2 separate regions of the Mus musculus genome follow, and region 1 is linked to region 2. The links are chromatin contacts, called in public promoter capture Hi-C maps. All regions are on one chromosome and are shown on one strand. The core of a region is the stretch at or near the end of the contact, and the rest is flanking DNA. Distances in the headings are between cores, read along the strand shown. Region 1 holds the start of Tma7 (translational machinery associated 7). Region 2 holds the start of Impdh2 (inosine monophosphate dehydrogenase 2).

Region 1 (3,234 bases), core at 30-2,529, 520 kb after region 2:
GGCTGTCCTCGAACTCAGAAATCCCCCTGCCTCTGCCTCCCAAGTGCTGGGATTAAAGATGTGAGCCACCACTGCCCAAATGGTAGAGAACTTGTCTATCAATTTAAAAAACAACAACAAAGGTTAGAGAGATGGCTCAGCATTTAAGAGTACTGGCTGCTCTTCCAGGGGATCTGGGTTCAATTCCCAGTTCACAACTGTCTGTAACTACAGTCCCAGGAGACCTTTGTCTGGTCTTCCAGGGCACTGCACACACATGGTACACAGATATGCATGCATAAAAAACACCTATATGCTTAAATACAAAAATTAAAACTTTTCTTAATGAGATATTAGGACTCCTGGACCTGTGATTCACTCTCAAGAGAAAAAATCGTGGGCAAGGCACAGAGAGAGCATGGAGCGTAGGCTACAGCTCAAGAGGGAGGGTTTGCTTTGCACAAATGAGTGTGCTCCCCAGCATAGCCACAAAACAAAATAGTACCCAGAGCGAAATACATGCTAAGGAGCCTGGACTTTTATCCTCTAGTCTAGATAGCACGACTCAGTATCATTACTGATAACACGACCAGCAAGTAAAAAAAGTCCTATGTTCTAAGGTTAACAACCTATAAAGTGAATTGCTAGTTTGTAACCAGAAACAGGAGGATACTCAGAAACTTAGCTATATGTGTCTGTGCGGCGTACATGTTGGTGTTTCCACTTCTGTAGCTTCTCCATGAACTGGAAGCCCATGACTGTCTTGAGAGGCAACGTTTCCACTCCCGCCCTCTTCGAACTGCACAAACCCAAGGCAGGGGGCTTGGCCAGAGTGTACACCAGACCCAGTAGTTCACCAACGACCCCCGGAACAGACCTGTCCTGCCCTAGTATACCTACAATAGCTCGATCTTCACTTACCCAGGGGGCCCTTCCCGGCGGCCTTGGCTTTTAGCTCTTCGAGTTTCTTCTGTTCCTCCTTTTGTTTCTGCTTGAAAGCCTTATCTTCCTGCAGAGAGGCAAAGCAGGTTCACTCCAGTCCAGTCGCCCATACCCTCAGCGCCCGCCCGGCCTCCGCTCCCGTCCTCACCTCGTCCATCTCCTTGGCCTGCTTCTTGGGCTGTTTCAGGGGCTTCTTTTTGCCACCTGTGGGCGACACGAGCATGCTCGGCCCATCCCCGCCATCGATCGCCCTCCCATGGTTCCCCATCCATCCGTCCCACCCCCGATCTCCAAATAGCCTTACCTTCCCGGCCCGACATGGCGCCTCCAGCCCCTTCACCAGCCCCTGATCGTATGCCGGAAACAGGACTTACAGCCTTCGCTTATGCCGCACCTATGCGTGGCCCCTGATTGGCTGCTAGGCAGGAAGTCACCCTCACGTATTTTAAAGGATGCCTTCAGGGGCGGGTGCTGACCGGTCAGGGGTCAATTGAGTGGCAGACGCGGGGCTTTCTGCTGGAGCCTAATAGGCTTAGGCAATTCAGGTACGGGGCGGAAGGCTCCTTCTGCCTGGGTTTATCCGAAACCGTGGGAGTGGGGGATGGTGTCTGCCTATAAAGCTTGTAATCCGGCACAGAAAGAAAGCATTGCAGGTGGAGGGGAGGGTACATGCAAGTGCCTTTCCGGAACCGAGGAAAGCTCAAGTGGCGGGCACGAGATGGGATAGGAGATGGCAGAAGTGGGTAGTGGCCAATTATCACCCAGTCCTCAGCTTCAGAAGCCGCGGGAAAAAGTTCGGACTTATTGAAACAATGAGTGCAAGTGTTTGCAAATTCTTTCTTCTAGTTCGTTTTTTTGAGTATGTACTTTGTATAGATACATTGTATTCTGGACTGAGGCTTGAGGAACGCTGACATTGTAGCAAGACAAACCTACCGCAGAGCAAATAAGTAAAATACGCATCACACCTTATGTGACCTGTGTGGGGAGGAAAAAAAAAAAAAGCAGAGAAAGTGGTTAAGGAATGCTCCCTTGGTGGGATGTCATTTTTGCTAGGGTAGTTAAAAAAGACTTCTCCAGGGGCTCTCTGAGCAGGACTTTAGGAAGGCCAGGGAGACAACTGTGAACAGGGAAGAGCTAGGCAGTGCCAAGGCCCTGAGTGGAAGACGGCCTTGTGTGTTCCAGTCCTTCATATGATTGGAAGGAGTGAGAAAGCAGTCGAAAATGGAGAGACAATGAGAGTCAGATCCCCTGAAGCTGTGGAGAAGGCGTTGACTTTTGCCCTGAAGAAACTGCGGGACTGTTGAAGGCTGTTGAGATGGAATGGAGATGAGTGAGGGGTAGTCCAGCCATGGCATGCTAGCCAGCGAGACCACTTTGTATACCTGACAGAGATGGGGGTTGGGGAGACTCCTAGGCTTAGAAAGTCAGCAGGATTTTGCTAATAGATTGGATTTGAGTTAGGAGAGAAAACAAGAGGGATTAATTAGGGTGATGTGAGTTTGTCAGCCTAGCATTTGTACCTGAGTTCCCATTAACCACAGTAGCAGGAAAGATGGATTACTATTACGTTTCAAGCAGTGATACAGTTAGATAATATAAAATCCTGAAGAGATGCTTCAGCTGAAGAAGTGACGGAGGGGTGTGTGTGTGTGTGTGTGTGTGTGTGTGTGTGTGTTTGCTTGCTTGAATGAATGTGTGCAATAAAGGCTTGAACCTAGGGCCTCACTCATGTTAGGTAAGTGCTGTATAATTGAACTATATGCCCAGTTTTTGAGGGAAAAATCTAGTTATGAGTGTGTGAATGTATGTGTATATGAGAGAGTGAAAGAAAGACCCCAGAGGCCAGAGCCATCGGGTACCCCAGAGCAGGAGTTACAGGTAGTTGTGACTTGCCTAGTGTGGCTAAGTGCTAGGAGTCAAACTAATTTATATGCCCTCTTAGCCTCTGAACCATCTCTCCAGCCCAGTTATTATTTTTTTTAATAACAGGTTTACTGATATAAAGCTTACTATATAGCTTAGCTATTTAATTTATATAATTCAGTGATTCTAATACATCAAAGATTATACAAATATTACTACAACCAACTATGGAAGCATTTCCTCCCACTCTTTCTGGGTTTGAAATAGAGACTCACGCTGTAGACGTCTTCCTGCCCAGCCTCCCAAGTGTAGGGATTGCAGGTCTGAGCACCTTATGGAGCAGGCGGAGTCTTTTCACTTTCCTCCCAATGCTGGGATCAAGCCCAGGGCTCCCCGATACTGTACCACTTAGCCTAGCCCTGTGGGGTTTCTTGTTTGTTTTGTTAA
Region 2 (3,215 bases), core at 324-2,823:
TCTTACCTAGTATCAGTTCTTACATATTTTTATAACATGTCAGGAACCCTGCCCACTTAATTAACATCTGTACCTAATATAAAGCTGACACATGTTCCTTAAATTTTGAGTGGATGAGGGAATGGCTGTGAGACTGTTGGAGCACGCTGAGTACTGAAGAGGTACTGAGTACTGAAGAGGTACTGAGCCCAGAGAAGGTGGTTATTGGCCTTTGCTGCTGAGTTAAAAACAATGTGGGTAAACAGCTGGAGCTAGGTCTTCTAGATGCTTATCTGCTGCCAATGGGATATAGATAGATTTAAGTAGTTCAACCTGAAATTGTTTGGGAGGCTCAAACAGGAAGGGTTAGAATTATGCTATTACTTACTGAAATTCTTCTTCAGCCCTCAGAGTGTGAAAGGCCGAAATGACACCTTTTACCTGACACCTGAGCCAGTTGTAGCTCCCAACAGCCCAATCTGGTACTCAGTCCAGCCTATCAGCAGAGAACAGATGGGACAGATGCTGACCCGGATCCTGGTTATACGAGAAATCCAAGAAGCCATTGCCGTGGCCAATGCAACCACCATGCACTGAGGTGCCTCAGCTATAGGAAAAAAGATCCAGGAAAAACCAGACAGACTTTCACACTAAAGGAGAGGCCTCCACATTTTTTTTTAATTTGTAGTTATGATGCTTTTCAGGCTACTTCTGTTCAAAATGTAAAAGACGATATTGCCCTCTTTGCATCTTCATAAAATGGGCAGACCCCTGGTTCATAGGGATCTGGGTTTTCTGAGAACCTGGTGTCCTAGGAAGTGGTTGGCTTTTTCTTTTCTCTTTTTTTCTTTTGTCTGGGGCGTGGGGAAAGGAACTTGGACTGTATGGAGAGATACAGACCCTTCCCTTCCTCAGGGAAGATGGAGCTGCTGATGCATCAGCCTGTCACTCGGAATCGGCAAACTTTACTGACCACTCAGAGCCACATTTGTTTTTTGTTTTTTGTTTTTTTTTTTTGTAATGCTCAGACATAAACTTAACATCTTGATGGAAGAAGAATAAGGGGAACTTCAATTATGATTTTTATCCAGACAATTTCTATTACACCCTTCTTTATGACAAGTGACATAAAAGTTAAAGTAAAAACTTTACCATGCGCTTTTTTTTTTTTTTGGCCTAACATTGAGGCCTTAAAAATGAGGCTCCTGTGCCTGATGGAATTCTTGTAACATACACTTGTGTATCATATAAAGATACCACTCTTTCTCTTATGTATTCTTATTCTAGTTGTTTATTAAGAATGACAAGCACGTCTTTTCAACAAGCTACTGGAGAACGTGTCTTTATTTGGGGGAGGAGCTCTGCGGGGGCGGGGGAGTGGAAACAAAACTTAATTGAATGGGCCTGGATCCTGCTGTGGTGGGATGCGGGGAGGGGTGGGACAGGAAACAGGCCTTTGGCCTTGGGCCTGTGAGCTCGATAAGCACGTGGTTACCCAGCTCTGCCAGCTCCGCCTCTATACGGGGCGTGGCCCTCAGTACGCACGCCCTACGCCTGGCGTCATCGACGCACGCAACGTGTGACGGAATAATCTAGTTTATATTGGCGCGGTCCGGACGGCAGAGGCCTCTGCGGCGCGGTCCTCGGAGCGGCGCGGTTCTCGGAGCCACGCGTCTGTCTTCCTCCGTGGTCATGGCGGACTACCTGATTAGCGGAGGCACCTCTTACGTGCCGGACGACGGGCTCACAGCGCAGCAGCTCTTCAACTGCGGGGACGGCCTCACCTACAAGTGCGGGTCTAGGGCACCCATCGGGGCGAGGCGAGGGGCCGCACGCTGGCGAGAAGGCCGGATGAGGGAGGGCTTCATTGAAACTGGTGGGAGCGGATGGGGAACAGAATCCGGGAATTCCTTATCGCCGAAGACTAACTTCGACATATGTGAAGCAGGGGCAGGGGTTTAGAGGGTGATTTCAATAGTATTTAATACTTGAGTCGTGAGACACAGTTCTCTGGATATGTGGAATATGTTAGCGTGCACTAATGACACCTCGGTGGCATCCACCCAGTGACATTTTGCCTGTGTCACACTTGCTGGTACAACTCCCTGCTCAAGAGTTTTATGGGATGATATATGGAGTTGAAGTTTCTTGGTGTCACAAGCCTGAGAGACCTGCTTATTTCCCTCCTACAGTGATTTTCTCATTCTTCCTGGGTATATCGACTTCACTGCAGATCAGGTGGTGAGTAATAAGGCACTGGATTTTTGGTTTGGGGGGTTCCTTTTTTTTTTTTTTTTTTTTCTGAGACAGGGTTTCTCTGTATAGCCCTGGCTGTCCTGGAACTCACTCTGTAGACCAGGCTGGCCTTGAACTCAGAAATCCGCCTGCCTCTGCCTCCCAAGTGCTGGGATTAAAGGCGTGCGCTACTTCTGCCTGGCTCTATTTTGTTTTTGAGACAGCCTGCCTACATTACTTTGGCTGTTCCAGAAGTGGTTTTGTTGACCCTAATTATTAGTGTCAACGCTCAGTCTTGTTTCTGAGTGGGTACTGTTATTACAGTAGGCATGTGCCCCTGTACCCACTCTAGGAACTGGATTGGTAAATATCTAGGAGGGGTAAGATGCTGCTGTTCGTTACTGTGAGCTTACTGCACCAGGCTAGGCTTTGTGGTGAACATGGCAGCTCACCCAGGGCTCCTGGGATGGACCCTGAGGAATAAGCTGTATTTTCCTTTGCTGGTCCTTTTTCTCCTCAGGACTTGACGTCTGCTCTAACTAAGAAGATTACACTAAAGACCCCATTGGTTTCCTCACCCATGGACACTGTCACAGAGGCTGGAATGGCCATCGCGATGGCGGTAAGGCTTGAGCGCCATGGGTGCCATCTTATAGCCAAAGATTGTGTTTCTGTTTTATCACTTACTTGTGTGTTCGTCTTGTAGCTTACAGGAGGTATTGGTTTCATCCACCACAACTGCACACCTGAATTCCAGGCCAATGAAGTTCGGAAAGTGAAGGTTAGAAGGCCAAGCATCATGGCCAAGAGTTGCTGGGAATTAGAGGCGTGGGGTGGAAGTGGAGGGTTTGTTTTGCTAAGCGTCCTTTCTCCTGCTGTGAGCTTCAGCTACTGAGGAGGAAGACCCAAGACCCCATTTCTTAGCTAGAGCACGCACGGTGCTTCCAGACCCCCTATGTCCATGTTTGAGCATTTCATTTCATTTGTTTCCGTGGCTCTGC

The links. Promoter capture Hi-C pulls out the DNA fragments that hold promoters and counts their contacts.
Region 1: a contact with region 2 is called in a promoter capture Hi-C map of erythroid cells, with 4 times the contacts expected there. The contact joins the promoter of Tma7 here to the promoter of Impdh2 in region 2. A contact is called at or near these places in 2 of 39 promoter capture datasets (erythroid cells and pre-B cells), 1 of 484 Hi-C or Micro-C datasets (rod photoreceptor) and 3 of 115 datasets of contacts at active chromatin or transcription factors (embryonic forebrain, memory CD8 T cells and pancreatic cancer cells).

The regions. Positions count from the first base shown.
Region 1 is chr9:109,081,102-109,084,335 of GRCm38.p6, forward strand. Tma7 (translational machinery associated 7) reads right to left here and starts at 1,280. Exons shown (of 4, transcript NM_183250.2): 1 at 1,226-1,280; 2 at 1,070-1,125; 3 at 901-988. The coding sequence starts at 1,241. It overlaps Ccdc51 (coiled-coil domain containing 51), which reads left to right and starts at 1,395. Exons shown (of 4, transcript NM_025689.4): 1 at 1,395-1,466.
Region 2 is chr9:108,558,863-108,562,077 of GRCm38.p6, forward strand. It overlaps Impdh2 (inosine monophosphate dehydrogenase 2), which reads left to right and starts at 1,574. Exons shown (of 14, transcript NM_011830.5): 1 at 1,574-1,769; 2 at 2,172-2,220; 3 at 2,735-2,836; 4 at 2,921-2,995. The coding sequence starts at 1,672. It overlaps Qrich1 (glutamine-rich 1), which reads left to right. Exons shown (of 10, transcript NM_175143.5): 10 at 384-1,305. The coding sequence ends at 576.